Linked DNA regions of Zea mays: all the other regions are linked to region 1. A link is a contact called in public Hi-C data. All regions are on one chromosome and are shown on one strand. Each heading gives the region's core, a stretch centred on a gene start, on an enhancer-like site or on the middle of the called end of the contact. The rest is flanking DNA. Distances are from core to core; before and after follow the strand shown.

Region 1 (3,579 bases), core at 250-2,749:
CCGGCGCGCACGGGCGTGACCTCCCCAGCGCGAGCGGGCGCGACCACCACCCGGCGGCATGGGTGCGGCTCCCGGCGGCATGGTCGCGGCCCCAACCCGGCGGCGTGGGTGCGGCTACTGCGCGGGCTCGCGGGCCCGATGCGAGCGCAGCCCTTGCGCAGGCGCGAACGCGGCGTCGTGGGGCGCGGCCCACTGGCAGCGCGGGCGCGACCTCGGCCAAACGGCGACGGCGCGGCCCCGGCAGCCCCGGCGGCGCGGGGCACGGCGACCCAGCCCGCGCATGGGCGTCGGCTCCTGTGGTGCGGCTGTGGCGGCCTGACTAGCGCTTGCGCGGCAGCCCCGGCCCGACGGCGCGAGGCGCGGCTCGCGCGGGCGGAGGCACCAGCAGCGCAGCCGCGGCGGTCTGGGCGTGGCCGGACCCACCCTCGGCACGGCGGCCCGGCCCCGACGGCGCACGGCCTCGCGCGGCCTCCTGTAGCGCGTGGGCGGCCAGGGCGCGGCCAGCCTCCCAGCGACGTTTTGCGACGGCATGCGGGCGCGGCCGACGCGAGCGCAGTGGCCCAGGCGCGTGAGCGCGCAGCCCTGCGGCCCTGGCAACGTGGCCACAGCCTGGCCGGCGCGGCCGGCGCGAGCGCAGAGGCCCAGGCGCGTGAGCGCGCAGCCCTGTGGCCCTGGTGGCACTGTGTCGTCGACGACACGAAGAAGATAAAGCAGTGGTAACGAATGCGATAAAAAAATAGGTATCGTACATTCGTGTTGTTCTTGATGTCGAGACCTCCACTGTTCATCTTTCTCCAACGACAACTTCATTTCCAAAACAACGAGCGATTTTTATTCTCTTCTCCGGTCTCGCGAGCAGTGCTGATAACGTGTTCAATACTCAGCGGTAAAGAGAGAAAAGACAGAGACAAATGACAGGGACCAACTTCTTTATTGCGGGGGTTGATGTATATATACAAGAGTTCCCAAAGGGTGTGTCCCTTGGGAAATAACTGTCACTACGACAGATGGATGGATTAGATCACATGTATAAAATGTTTTGTAACAGGGCCCACGCGTCATCCTCGTTAGTCGTTGGCACGCGCGCGGGGCTATTCGGCTCGTGTGGCTCGGCTCGATGGAGGCACACGTGCCGGATCCCTCCGCACGTGGGCGGCCCCCACGCCACGGCGGCGCAAACTGCTAGACGCGGCACGCGGCCACACGAGCGCTTCCCGCGCCCGCCGACGTGTCGGCCCCACGCGAGGCGGATCCCACGTGTCATCGGACGCGTGAGGTTTCATCGGAGGTGCGCCTCGTGTGGCGTAACCACGTGGGGACCCTGCGTAGCCGGTAGCCGGTCGCCGTAGCGGGGCCCACCGCCACCCGACGCACCCCCATCCCATCTCGTAAATTAATGAGCCGGTTTAATTAAGCAGCTAATCATCGCGGCTTTCTTCCTCGTCCGTCTTAAATCTCGCGAATAAATAAGCAAGCAGGAGAAAGTGGTTTAGAGAGAGTGAGAGAGAGAGGGGGAGAGAAAGGTTAAGGAATCCGAGCTAAGGCGCCGTTTCTTCTCCTCCTGCTTTTTTCTTCTCGGCACCGTCACTGGAGGGAGAGGATTCACGGGACGAGGCGACGCGGAAGGGATTTCGTCGCTTGTGTGGGCGGCGCGTCCGCTGGTTGCTTTGCTTCCATGGAGAGGGATTTCCTGGGTGCGATCGACAGGGCGTGGAAGTGCGGCGAGGCGGCGAAGGAGGAGAGCCGATCGGAGCCAGGTCAGTGCTAGCTCCTCTCTCGATGCCCTGAAAGCGTGATTTACCTAACCGTAGTACTAGTATGGCAGTAGCGACTCGGCGCGTCTACCGCCTGATCCACCGCGGTTTGCTTGCCGCGAGCATGGAAATTATTAGTCATTCGACAAGTCAGAGAGATTTTATTTCCTCTCGTCGTCTCGTGGCCGCTGGTGCCCGCGCGTCAGATTTGGCCTGCTCCGCTCCGCCTCCGCAGTGTGAATTTCTGAGAGATAGGTTTCTGTGCTGCAGACAGCCCGGCGGCGACGCGGTGGCAGTTTGCGGCGAGGTCCGGCGTCGCGCCGGCGTTCATGTCGTTCAGGACGGAGGCGACGGGCGAGGGCTCTGAGGCGTTCTCGGTCTCCGAGCTCCGGCCGGCCGGAGACGCCTTCGACGGCATCAAGAAGCAGAGCTCCATGCTTTCGATCTACCAGCAGCAGGTAATAAGCTACTGCTACTCACCCGAGGTGCTGGATAGGGGCTCAACGCTCGGTAGTCTCAGCTGTTCACTTGTCTCTGCAGAGGCAGTTTGGCCACAACAGCAGCCAGGCCACGGCACAGCAGCAGTACCCTGCAGCGGCGCACAGGCAGCGCTCGCAGGTGGCGGATTACGGCGCGGCGGCACCGCATCGTCTCCCTGGTGGTGGTGGTGGTGGATGCAGGCTAGTGCAGCCGGTGTCGGTGCGCCACCCTGTGCCGTTCCATCAGGCCAACCTGATGGTCAGGTCATCAGTGTCGCAGAGCTTCCACAACCAGCAGCAGCCTTTCACCATGAGCAACAACGGGTTTGGCGGCTCTACGGCCGGCGTGTACGGGGCGAGGTATCGATCGGCAGTTCCTTCCCTCCCTCCCTGTCGACATGTTGATCGACGGTTGATCGACCTTCCTCCTTGTTAGGAACCCACGGAACCAGGCCTCGACGCAGCTCACGATATTCTACAACGGCTCGGTGAATGTTTTCGACAACGTCCCGGTCGACAAGGTATGCAATGCTCTACCCTTTTGCGACGAACTGAACACTTGGATCGCTCGTCACTGCAGTACGTTCCATCGGCTGCATCTGCTGATCGCTGTCCCGGTGACAGGCTAAAGAGCTCATGATGCTGGCCAGCAGGGCGTCTGTTCCTGGTGCTACCCCGTCAAGTGAGCCGGACTCGCCGCCTGTTCCTGCCCCTGCCCCTGCCAAGGTCAACGTGGCCGAGGTCTTCCCTGGTGCTAGACAGATCGCAGTTCAGAAACCGGAGCCCTGCGTGCCGCATCTATCAAGCGCGGCAACTGCAAGCCCAGTCCGCATCGTCGTGCCGCAAGCCGTGGCTCCCTCCAGGAGCACGTCTCACTGCGCTACAGAGGCCTGCGGTTCCAAGCCTGCTGCTGCTCCTACCAGCCAGACAGTCTCGTCGTCCCGGCAGTTGGCAGCTGCAAGTGCTGCTGCAGCTGTTACGCCAAGAGGTACTACCTATATACATACCTCTCGCTCGCTTGCAAGTGCTGAAACCGTTCGTGCGACACGTTTGATTTACCCGTGTTTTGTTTGTTTGTTTGTTCTAGCTGTCCCTCAAGCTCGGAAAGCGTCGCTCGCCCGGTTCTTGGAGAAGCGAAAGGAAAGGTATGGACTGTGCCTTGGTATACTTTCTATGGTGTATATGCTCTGCTCAAGCTTGTTGTCGTCGACATCTGACCGATCCCTGCGTCAGGACACTAGTCTTCATCCTCCTTGTTTCTCTCCGCAGAGTGGCTAGCGTCGAGCCATACCTGACGTCCAACTCCAAGAGCCCGCTAGAGAGCAGTGACGCCGTCGGCAGCGCTA
Region 2 (3,728 bases), core at 461-2,960, 270 kb after region 1:
TTTACTAAGGGGCTATCACGTAGTGTGATAGATGGTGCATCGAGTGAGATGGGCCTGATACTCACCAAAAGTTTATCATAGTGGTAACCTATTCTATGTGATCGAAGATCCTGTGAATTAAAATGGTGAAACAAGCTAGTGGTAGACTGAGAGGAAAGACCCTTAATAAGGTTCATTTCAAATGCACATCTTTCCTTACTGTAAGATAGGTTGGTGTTTACACCTTAATATGTTCCAAGTGTCTTTGTGAAGCAAAGATGTTGTCCTACAGAACATCTTTAGAGAAACATACCTATATGGGTTAACTGCTAGTCACAGTTTATGAGATCTAGGTGGTCTCTAGATACCCATGAAAGGCTATGAAGTTTGACTTATATGCTTCAACCAGAGGGGGTGCGCTCGGCAATCTAGTACTGGTAAAGAGTTTAGATGAAGCTTATTCCACGCAAAACCGTCAATTCAAGGCCTAGTCCATTGTGCAGTTGTGGTTAAGTGTAGTCTAGGTTCTAGGTGGATGTTCAACTTAACAGTCTCCATCGAAACACCAGTAGATCAAACGTTTGACATGATGAGAGCATTTTAGTGTGAATTAGCATTTGGTGGGGATTGTTGGATTAATGTGGGCCTGGTCCAAATTAATACCCAATAATAGTCAATGCTAAAGGCTCACTTCAATGCTACGGTGTATTAATACTTTAGTATCATACCGAAAGTTCAAGGGACAAATCAAACAACTTAAATAGGTGGACCATGGTGCATCTATTGAGAAGTTGAGAAAAAGGTGAAAGACGGTCACACGCGCGTGCACCGTCGGCCGGGCCGTAGTAGATCGGACCTTGGTCCGAATATTCCTTCCTAACGGTTGCGCATTTTGCCTAGAGTGATGACCGTCCATTACTGTCGTCCGTTACTAGCTGTTTTCTATGTTATGGCTAGTAACGGACGGGTTGTAATGGTTGTCTGCTAGTAATGGACGTCTCTGATTGCATCGGTTTCTGGCTGACTGTGACACCAGTTAGTTTCTAGCTCTGACGGCGACCGTACTATCCGTTCGCCTCCCTATGCGCGTGTACAAATACGGAGGAGTTGAGGCTGTTTCTGGTTACATACGAACAGTCTCAGATGCGTTGCACTCAGCCCATTCATGTCCCACCTTCTGCGAGCACAGAGAGAGTGAGAGACAGGCCTCCGAAATCGATGTCCGCAGAGCTACACTTGTATGGGTGTGTGGGCGATCAGGTTTTTGGAGAGCATACTCGCGATTGCTCGCTTCGTCCGCTCGACCAACGCTGATCAGGTTTCTCGTTGCCGGTGCCGTTCGAGGGACTGCACTCTGTCGGCATCGACTGCGTACGACTATATCAAACATACACACAAGATGTCTCGTGTGAATGGAATCACTGATATCTTGGTCATCGATCCATCCGCTGGGTACACTTTATTCTTCGTATTTGTGCATGTTTTATTATTGTTTACTACTTATCTGAATAGTGATATACATATATACATACATATCGTCATATGCATCACACTGGTTTTCTAAATTAAATTAAAATTGATAATATCTAATTTTCTAACAATAGCTAGAGAAGAGCTCAATCTTCTTTCGTGACTCCTGGTCAAACGCGACGCCGCTCCGGCTCCTCCGCGGCTGGTACGCATGGTCCCAGTAGTCGTAGACCAGCGGTGGCGACAGCTGCGGCTGCGCCAAGGAGTCGTCGTCCCACGACGCGACCATGTCCTCTAGCGCCCCCATCTGGAACACTGCTATCTCGGGTAACTCCTCCAAGTCCATGTCCACGAGTGGGAACAGCGCCTCGTCGCGGCTCAAGGACGCCGCCGCCGAGGCTGCAGAGCTCGACGTCGTCGTCGGCGTCGAACCGTCGAGGCGGCGGCGGCGGGTGAGAAAATCGCCGGCGGCGTCTGCTGGTCGAAGCATGCCTGGTGGTGCAGGGAGTCTTGTTATTTGAACGATCGACCGGTCGAGCATGCATTGCATGCACACGCACCGGCGAGCTTGGGCAGCAGTGGGCGTTGGCGCAAGGATAACGAAGGTGACGAGCTTCTCGTCCTCCTCCGCCGTCCACGGCCCCTTCTTCAGCCTCACCTTGTCGCACAGCACGCGGCTGCCGACCCATGCTATGCTAGGTAGCTAGCTATAGCCCAAGCAGAGCCTGTCTCGTTCCTTGGCGCGCGGGCTCAAGGTCTCGTTCTTCCTGTCCGATCGATTGCGTTTTATTTTACACGGATGCAGAGCTATCCTCTAGACGTTCAGTTGAGACGACAGTCGACAGGGATCATCAGTATGAACTGTGCTCGGTTGGACGGGTAGAATTGAAGCAGCGCCGGAGCGGTTTGTTTGTTCGTTTTAGTTGACCGTGGAATTTAGCCGTTTCGCCAACCGGTTTGGCATGACTAGTACAAAACTCAAAGGAGAGCTGGCCAAATTATGCCAAACACACTAACTCCGGAGTTGTAAACTCTATAGAGTTTTTGGAGCTGCAGTATAATTTTTTTTAAATAACTCTTTTGTTGCTTCGAAAACTCTAAAAAACAAATTAATCATGGAGTTTGGAGTTATTTACCCGCCACTGCTACCGATTATAAGAAATAATCTAAACTCTATAGCAGAGCTGCTTCACCCATAATTTTAGACTAGAACTGCTCTGGTAGAGCACAACCATGCCACACACACTCTAACACAGACATATTCCATTCCACTTGCAGGCCCATCGAACGAACGCGCGATCAGCAGCTGCTGTGGTTTTGTTTTGTCTCCCAAGGAGGCCAGGGAATGAAACCCTGTTTCTCGGTTTCACACCCACTACCCTCATTCAAATGAGGTCTGAACTTCGACGACGCCAAAGCTTACGGTCTCCCCCGTTAATCAATTTCACCGCGTTAATCAGAGGTTTCCCCCGTGAAATTGACGGGTGGAACCTTAGCGAACAATGGGAAATCAAAAGTTGACAATATAACTTTTGTATTCTTTCTTCCTCACTTCAGATCAGATGTTGCTTCGCTCACATGGTGTGTATACATGGCAGTACGTTGTAAATTATACAGAACCAAGACAAACGTTGAGAAACATTTGCACTGACAGCCCTGAGGTACAAAGTTATTGCCATGTTGCAATGGGCACACACGACTCTTAAACAACGTTGCTCACATTGTCAATGTTGAATTATGGCAGCCCTTCAACTGTCAATGTTGCTCACATTGTCCCCCCTTGACATGGCAGTCCCTTCATTCAGACAAGTTGGATGCGCAAGACCTTGAGGTCTGCACCCACTTTGTTTGACGAAAGCAGTAAGACAATTAAGCTTCTAGTTACTCCATCAGGTCTTATAAGCTCCGTCCACACGAGATGATTGAATCAATAAGAAAGGCTGTTTGTTACAGGGGAACGAGTCACGTGTTAAAAGTCCCAATTATTTGGTTACCGAGACAGAGCAGCCAACATCTCTTCTAGTAACCTTCTCCCCGACTTCTGAGTGAGGTAGCAAACGCTGCACACTCCTGACATGTGAACTGCCCAGACGCTGATAGATTCTCTTTCAAATTTGAATGCCTCTCGCAGTAGGGACGGTTGCATGTGCAGCATTTTGGAAGCTTGAGCCAGCAATCCATGCACAGAAAGTCAGAGCAGGCTAGTCCAGACTCACCGAGCTCCTCCAGGTCGATGCAGCCACCACAAGTTTCACATCTAGCAACACAAAAGAAGCAAC
Region 3 (3,892 bases), core at 317-2,816, 380 kb after region 1:
AATTATAGTGGCCAACTGATTTAACACAACTTTCCATCAATAGAAAGTACAAGCCCATGTCCAGTCACTGCTTCACATAGTGACAAAATGACTGAAGGAGTAGACGTTGGGATGCAAGGTCACCCGCAAATTTTTATTCAGTGTACGCTTTTAAACAATAGCTTAGTTATAAGAAATTATGTACCAACAATAATTGAGTTATATATATGAATTTTAAGTATTTTGTTGTGCATCAACAAAAAATTTCATGAATCATTAGCTAAGTTACTTATTCAAAATAATTATTATTGGATCTTAATTATTTTTATGCAAGATAAAGAATGAAGACCGATTATTGGATCTTAATTCAAACGGCTCAAGGCCGATTATTTGGTCGATAAGACCGATTTGTCGGTCACCAATTTGATAAACCAGCAGCAACGCACAAGAAACCGAACCTCTTGTTTATTGGCAAATAAAGCATATTTAGGCCACAAAAAACAAACAAAAATGACATAAATGTTACAAGTCCAATAACAACATTTAGCGGTTCAAAATGTATTGTATGACACAGTTTTATGGTTCAAATACATTACATGCCACAATTTCATAGTTCATAAATACCATCGAAGATTCCACGGGTGTGTATTATACTCCTCTGATGAGAGCAACATAATACCTTGCTCATGCATTAACCGTGTCTTGTACTTCGCTCAAGTCTGTCCGATCCATATAGAAGTGTACTTCACGAGTCCACCGATATTTGGTAGTACTCAGGCTCCTTCCATTGGTACACCTAATCGGTTGTCGATTTACTTCACCGACGTATAATTCACATAGAAAAAAGGTTAAGACGAACCATGACGCCACCAAAAATTAGAACATTCCCAAACCGGATCGATTCAATCTAATATTCCTAAATATACCAATAATATGTTCTATTATTATAAGTATTGTTAGCCTATATTACAAGTACCCATGGTAATTTAAAAAGATTTCTAGTAAAAAGGGGAAAAATCTTTAAAACCCTAGCTTCTACTCAGTCGCCGGCTAATCGGTCCTACACACCGATTTTATCAGCTTTGCGGAGCGATTACTCGACAATCCTAGTTGTATTTTTTTCGAAACTTCCATGATCTTTAGTTTGAGATCCGCTGTGTATTTTGAATTTTGGTTTTAGTAGGAAGGCTTCAAATAATCTATAGTATTTATAAAACATTGGAATCAAAAGTTTTTAAATTTATGAAAATTTCTAAATTCAAAATATCAAAGTTATCGGCCGGTGTCGATTACTGGGCCGGCTACCGAATTTATCAACCGTATGGTGGCTACTCCCCACCATCAAACCAATCGAGACCGTCGATTTCGGACTTCGACACGATTGGAAGCATCCTCAGAGCATATTCCCACGGCCAGGATCGCTCCCGGGGTCACCGAGTACGAACCCGCGCGACCTCTCTCCCGAGTCTACTACTCTACCCGGCCAGCCCCCTCCCCTGTTTTCCTTCCCATCTCATCACAAGCAGAAGAAAATCGAGATAACGAGAGCTAGGGTTTTGATTCCAGTACTCACGCCGCATCCTGTCTCCTTCTGCCCCTCCCTCTCGGCACCGCCTCCGCCCCCTCATTCTCTCTCGCGTCATCCGGCGGAGGCTCGAGGAAACTGAGGCCGGGAGCGCCCCGAAGAATATTCTCCACCCAGTCGCCGACACCCCTGCGCGCGCGAGAGTAAGTCGCCTCCCCCGCCGCCAGTGCTCTTCGTGATGATATATTTCCAGATCCGGTTTGTCCGACGCAGATGGTAGGGCTGGAGAGGCTGCCGATGTGGTATTGAAGAGGGATTTAGGTTTGTAGAATACAACTCGGTACTTGTGGGATTCTTCGGTGTCTTGCGTAAGCCTGATTGCGCTCTCGCCTTTGCGAGTTTTTTTTTCTGTAGATGCATGAATTTTGTGTTCGTAACGTGGATTGGTGTGGGGTGGGAGAGGCTCCTTTGCCGGATTGGCCAGGTATGAGGAAATGGCTAGGCATTTCGTTTTTAGGAGTTTGAGCAGCTGCGTTTGTGGAGTTTGTGAGATTCCTTTTCAGAACATCATCAGGGTTCTCAAATATGTGTTCTGAATATCAGGATATTAGCTGTTTGGTACTTTGGTTTGCTGGCAATGACATTCCTACATGTTTAATGTCTCCACTGTCATTGCTGTAACCTATAGGAATTTCGAGTGCTTTACAACTCCTAACAACAGTTCTCAACGTTTGTTCTTCTCCTAAGGTCGCTACATAGGAACTCAACAATTTTTTTAAGTGATGGTAAATTGGAACAAGCTGCATAGCAACTGAATTGTTTTCATGTGATGATGCATCGTAAGTTTGTAACTGTATTAAGTTCAGATGGGCTTGTACCCTGATGTTTCATGTATTAGCAGTTTGATCTTAAGCAGTAGTGAAGCTAGAGCAAATCCGAAGGGGATGCACTTGAGAGCTTGCCTCATAGGTGCACAGATTTTGTGACATAGGGGGTGCCAGGGTGGAAATATGGTGACAATTTGGCTCTTATCACGTTTTTTTCATGGGTGCGGCAGCACCCAACACAGTGATTATAGATTTGCCTCTGATCTTAAGTATAGTTCATTGTTGGGCTCAGTTTATCAAATCTTCTGTAGAATTATTGTAAATTGTCAACTAGTTACTTTGAATCGATCTCAGACTGTCAGTGAACCCTTTTACACAATCCGTTTGCCTTTTAGCTTGACTACTCCAGTTTCCTCATTGCTGATGCAATAGTTTTTGTATTATCAATATCAATGTGCGATGAGCAGCTTTGTTTTAGTAATTTAGTTTCTTTATATTCGACTTTGTGTGTTTAAAGATACTCACTAGATCCAACTCATGTTACATGTTTGTCTGTTTTCTTGCAAGTTCACAGTTCGGAGCTATGTCAACCTCCCCTTTGCATATTTAAACATATCTAAAGCTTGCCATCTTTACCGCAGGTTACCATTGTACTGTTGTAGCTTGGCAGTTGGTTGACTGTGTGACAACTTTGAGCTATGTCATATTACGAAAGAAGGGGTGGAGACAGGGGTAGTGGCCGTATTCAAGGAAGTGGTGGGCGAGGTGGACATGTCCTGCGTGGAAGATCAGGATTGGCTCCCCGAGGACCTCTTGGGGTTAACTCCCGTCCATCTGCACGCACTATTGCTAAGGCAAGGCCAAACCTGTCACTATGTTTTTGTTCATGGTCAGGTTCCTGACTAAAGTAGAAACTGAATGGGGAGAGCATGCCTAAGCTTACATTATATGGAGGGGCAGGAGTATCTGTGATGTCTGTGACTAATGTGTTCTCTGTCAGTATTGTTTGGAGGCTTGGAGGGGCAGATGCAACTTTGGTAGAAATTTTGCAGTAGATCATAAGGTTGAATTTATTGAGGGGCAGAAGTAAATGGTGGTCATCTCTAATGGGAATTTTGTTGGAACACCACCATTTCTTCAAACATATGGAAGGAAATAGATGAAAAATAAAGCTGGCGGACTCCAGTTTGATGTGTCTAAATCATGATATGCTGAAGGGAAGACTCCATCAATCTTCTTGCCATATATGGAAATTGCAATGTGCCCCTTATTCAACAGTTCTGGATTCCATACTCCCATGGAAGTTCTTCTAGTCTGCTTCCATAGCAAGTGCACAAGCCATTTGTCTCCTGGACTTTTGTGATATTGGTGGAGCTCTTTCCTTCTCAGCTGTTAACTTAATGCAGTACTTCATGGTTTTGCTATTTCTCGGTTATAATTATTGCTACTCTTCCTCTAAAGACCAATGATAAGTCAATGTGGTTCGTGATGATTGGCATGATCATATGAAAAGTTTGAAGAGATATTCTTTTATAATGACATGTTCCCTCACATGCTTGGA
Region 4 (4,171 bases), core at 1,460-3,959, 460 kb before region 1:
CAACTTGAACACACTAGTGGGATGAATTTATTTAATTATGGATTTATTTTGTGTTTTATAGTATTTCTTCCTTCTTTTCCACTTTTAAATTTCTATATTTCAAATTTAGGTTTTAATCCAAATCTTCAACTCATTATTATATTTTTATTAGTGTAATTGTTATTATTATTCAATGCACAAACATACAAACTCCAACGTGATGCATATTTTATTGGATGATTATCCACTTGAAATATGTTTCCTAGTAATTCTCATGAATGAAAAGTACAATACACATAAAGATTTGTTCTTCTCTCTTATATTCCAAAGTTGGTTATTAGGCTGCCTCCAGCAGCATGCGCTAAAGGAGTCGGTACCGTATATTTAGCGTTTCTGGCTGTCTGTAAACCCTCCAACAAGGTCCGCTATTGTGTTCTCTAAAATAGCGGACGACTCTGGCAGCCGCTAGATGTAGAGTGTACTATGCGTTAGGTAGATGTACGTGATGTTCCTTTTGGCTGATACTAGCTCACGTCATGTCCTTTTTTTATTATATTTTGGTTAATGTCGTACTAAATGCGACCAATGGAAACATAAAATCTATTAATACTGTGGCTTTAGAGGACCGGATTTAGGGAACGTTGCTGGAGACTGAGAAGATATAGAGGACATAATCTTTTAGAGTGTACTGTAAAGGACAGAGAATATTTCTTTAGGGGATAAAATTTAGGGGACATTGTTGGAGACAGCCTTACAACTGGTGACTTCGGGCGAGGCGGAGTTCTTCTCGTCGCAGGAGGGAGAGATGGGGCAACCGTGACCGTGCCACTCATGGCACCCCATGCCTCGGGTTAGCAGGTACCTCGGCTCCTTCCTCTCGGGGGTTGTCTTTACTTCTCCTGAGTGCGTTTTTCGGGAGGGATAATCTAGGTACCCTAATTATCACCCTGATGAACACGTTATCGACGTCGGGCATGCTAACAACCTCTGTTAATTGATGATTAATAGAGGTCTAACGTCAGAGGCGGTTGTAATGCCTACCTCCTTTAATTGATTTTGACAGCCTCTATTAAATTTATGTACTAGTGCAAGTATCAAACAACATCTTTTTGTTTGCAACATATCACTTAAATTTAAACATATTATGTTTTGATGGACTAATAAGAGATGTTTATGTTTGTATGAAATTATTGAAGTCTTGGATCATAATAGATATATGCGTTCTCTTCGTTGCCTTTTGTCTAATTATTATATTTCTTGTTCACTTTAAATGAATCTAAATGGTGGTGGTTGATGACCGCTCTTATCTGTACCAAACATTTCCACATCTTTAATAAAATGTTGTCGTAACTGCTAAAACTTCTTATTTATTCCTAATTTATTTCCTGAAATAAATTACAGCAAAACTCGGGACGCAATTTCATGAAGAAAGAAACGTAGTAATCATGTTTCACATATAAATTTGCTCTTCTATTTTAATACCGGCATGAAGTCATCTTTAAAGTAACTTTAGCTTTCTAGAAAAGCAGAAACGAACTGCAGTTTCCTAAAGATATATACGTACATAGTGCTGAAACCGAAAGCTTTTTCCCCATTTGACCACTAGGTCCTAAGACACCAGTGTGAACTTCAAAAGAGATTTGCTTAATAAAGGCTAGTTTGAAAACACCTTTTAGCTAAAATATTTCTATTTTCCTAAAGAAAAATAAACTAATTTTCTTTAGTAAAATAGAAATTATATGGAAAAATAGGGTTTACAAACTAGCTCTAAAAGGTTTTCACGGGAAAGAATAATATCCACAATTTGTTAGAATATTACTATAACAGTAGTTTTTAGCAAAATGGTTCTAGCAAAGTTAGAGTGGTGCATCTGTAAAATAAGACAGTGCCATGAAACAGACAATTTTTTTTTGCAATTCACTATGAAGAATGCCTAAACCCTAATGCCTACCCACCTTTCACAGCTAATTTGCCCTTCTATTTGTATGTCAAAACAAAGCAATCTGTAAAGAGCTCTAGCTGAGTACAACTCATGATAATTTCATAATGTATCCACTCAGTTGAAACCAAGACTCCAAGAGCCTTTCCCACTTACTAATAAATAATATATATGTATATGATAATAATACTACGTTTTGTTTTACGAATTCTATAAAATCCATAATATATATACTAATATTAACGATGCATACTAAGTATAGTTAAATTAATTATGACATATATTTCATATAATAATCGTATTTCAAGATGTAATACTATTTTCTATAAATTTTATACTTAAAAAGTATGACCTACTAAAAAGCAAAAGCAAGACATGCAGTTATTTCGGTGGAGAGGGGGATAGAGCATCCGAGGAGACTACTGTGAAAAAAAACTTATTTTGAAAGAAAAAAAAGAGGGCCAAACCGGAGGTCATCTCGGTCATTTCCTACTGAGAGCCTAAAAGCCAGCGCAGGCCCGGACAAAAGCAAACAAAAACTAGGCGGGGCTGGCGGACGCGTGCAGGCAGAGGCACCCCGTCGCACGCCACGTCACCGATCCGCGTGCTCCCCCGTCCTGCGCCGCCCGATTCTGCCGGCCTGAGAAATCCTGGCCGTTCGTCCGCCCGCCCGCGTCCCACATCTGATCCCGTCTCTCCTCACTCTCCTCCCACAGATGACAGACCCACACACACACACTCTCTCTCTTCGCAGACACAACCAAAAGACCAAGGTGGAAAAATAGTAAAGAAACGGAGCGAGGCTCCTCCGCATTTCTTATCTATCCTGATCCAAACCCTCCGAGGGGGAAACAATTCATTCCGCACGGCATCCGGGAAGGTCTGCGTCGTCGCCATGGCCACCGAGGAAGTCGCCAAGCCGTCCCCGATCCCGCCCTACCCCGAGGTGAGACCCATCTGTCCGGCGTCCGCTTCCTGCGTTGCTTCTTCTCTCTTTTTTCTTTCTTGTTCCGGTGCTGTTCTTGGCGCGGATTCGTTCGTGTGCTGGAGATGTAGCTGGGTTCGGGGGATGCTGCCGCGCTCCATGCGTGCTGCTTGGCGGTTTCTTTCGTTTCCGTTGGACCAAAAATATATAAAAAAATGGATTTTCTCTTTGTGTGCTCGTTGCTGCGGAATGGAGTGAGCTAACCGACGGCGCGTCGTGTTGGTTGGGCGTTCCGGCAGATGATCCTGGCGGCGATCGAGGACTTAGGCGACAAGAGCGGGTCGAACAAGTCGGCCATCTCCAGGTACATCGAGGGCAAGTACGACGGCGACCTGCCGCCCGCGCACGCGTCGCTGCTGGCCGCGCACCTGGCGCGCATGAAGGAGTCGGGTGAGCTGGTCTTCGTCAAGAACAACTACTTCCGCGCCGACGCGCCCGACGCGCCGCCGAAGCGCGGGCGCGGGCGGCCCCCGAAGGCGCGGGACCCCGGCGCGCCGGTGTCGCCGCCATCGGGGCGCGGGCGCGGGCGCCCGCCCAAGCCCAAGGACCCGCTGGACGCCGCCGTGAAGCAGGCCACCGCGGGCATGCCCAGGGCCCGCGGCCGCCCGCCCAAGAAGGCCAAGACCGAGGGCGGCGCGTCCCCGGCCCCCGCCGGCGACGGCTCCACCCCCGTCAAGCGCGGCCGCGGCCGCCCCCCCAAGGTACGCCCCGTCGTGCCCAGCGAGACGGCCGCGGCTTGACGGACGCTGCTGCATGGGGTTAGTGCGTAGCGATTCGTCCCGCCGCCACCGCCGCAGGGTTGATGTTTGTAGGCTTCGTTTTCCTTCATCTAATTGTCGTCGTAGTCGTCGTCGTCGCGCAATTAATTAATGGAGTAAGTAGGAGGATTTGATGTGCTGTGTTCGGTTCAGTTCAGCTCACGGTGCTGTCTTGTTCGTATGTGCTGGATGGATCTGTCTGTTGTAAGCTAAACTAGGGAGGCTGAGTGCTGTGTTGGTCGGTTCATTATTAAGCTGCTAATTTGGATGTGTACAATACATTAGTGGATGATGCTGATGTTCGTGATGTTGATTTGAGGGTTTCATGAACTCTACCATGTCTGATCCGATCGCACTGCTTGATAACGACGCTGTTGTGTGGCTGTTTTAACTGGTAGCGGCGGTGGTGGTTTGACTAGTACTACTGCCCTTGCAGTTGCAGGCACAACGTCAACAGTCACTCACTATAGCGTGGCGTGGCGTCCTGGGTGGGTTTGCTTTGGTTTGTCG

What was found. Hi-C and Micro-C count contacts between places; a contact is called where the count stands out from the background.
Region 2: a contact with region 1 is called in a Hi-C map of bundle sheath, with 5 times the contacts expected there. The contact joins the enhancer-like site here to the promoter of LOC100285509 in region 1. A contact is called at or near these places in 8 of 25 Hi-C or Micro-C datasets (bundle sheath, ear, endosperm and 2 more).
Region 3: a Hi-C map of endosperm shows a contact between it and region 1, with 3 times the contacts expected there. The contact joins the promoter of LOC100280157 here to the promoter of LOC100285509 in region 1. A contact is called at or near these places in 2 of 25 Hi-C or Micro-C datasets (endosperm and leaf).
Region 4: a Hi-C map of bundle sheath shows a contact between it and region 1, with 6 times the contacts expected there. The contact joins the promoter of LOC100277576 here to the promoter of LOC100285509 in region 1. A contact is called at or near these places in 6 of 25 Hi-C or Micro-C datasets (bundle sheath, endosperm, leaf and 1 more) and 1 of 3 datasets of contacts at active chromatin or transcription factors (leaf).

Annotation. Positions count from the first base shown.
Region 1 is chr4:83,937,164-83,940,742 of Zm-B73-REFERENCE-NAM-5.0, reverse strand. It overlaps LOC100285509, which reads left to right and starts at 1,499. Exons shown (of 7, transcript NM_001158401.2): 1 at 1,499-1,757; 2 at 2,025-2,212; 3 at 2,295-2,593; 4 at 2,670-2,754; 5 at 2,858-3,221; 6 at 3,321-3,378; 7 at 3,503-3,579. The coding sequence starts at 1,676.
Region 2 is chr4:83,664,198-83,667,925 of Zm-B73-REFERENCE-NAM-5.0, reverse strand. LOC100273105 reads right to left here. Exons shown (of 3, transcript NM_001398895.1): 3 at 2,967-3,728. The coding sequence ends at 3,469. Among protein-coding and RNA genes, the nearest start is that of LOC103653454, 10 kb to the left of the region's middle. Within about 2 kb of position 1,710, at least 4 of the 20 cell types and tissues checked have an H3K27ac peak or open chromatin away from gene starts, as enhancers often do. A contact at or near this core is called in bundle sheath, leaf and leaf mesophyll, where this site is marked.
Region 3 is chr4:83,554,436-83,558,327 of Zm-B73-REFERENCE-NAM-5.0, reverse strand. LOC100280157 (THO complex subunit 4C) reads left to right here and starts at 1,566. Exons shown (of 7, transcript NM_001153089.1): 1 at 1,566-1,707; 2 at 2,973-3,185. The coding sequence starts at 3,030.
Region 4 is chr4:84,397,807-84,401,977 of Zm-B73-REFERENCE-NAM-5.0, reverse strand. It overlaps LOC100277576, which reads left to right and starts at 2,709. Exons shown (of 2, transcript NM_001151097.1): 1 at 2,709-2,864; 2 at 3,143-3,985. The coding sequence starts at 2,814. The coding sequence ends at 3,643.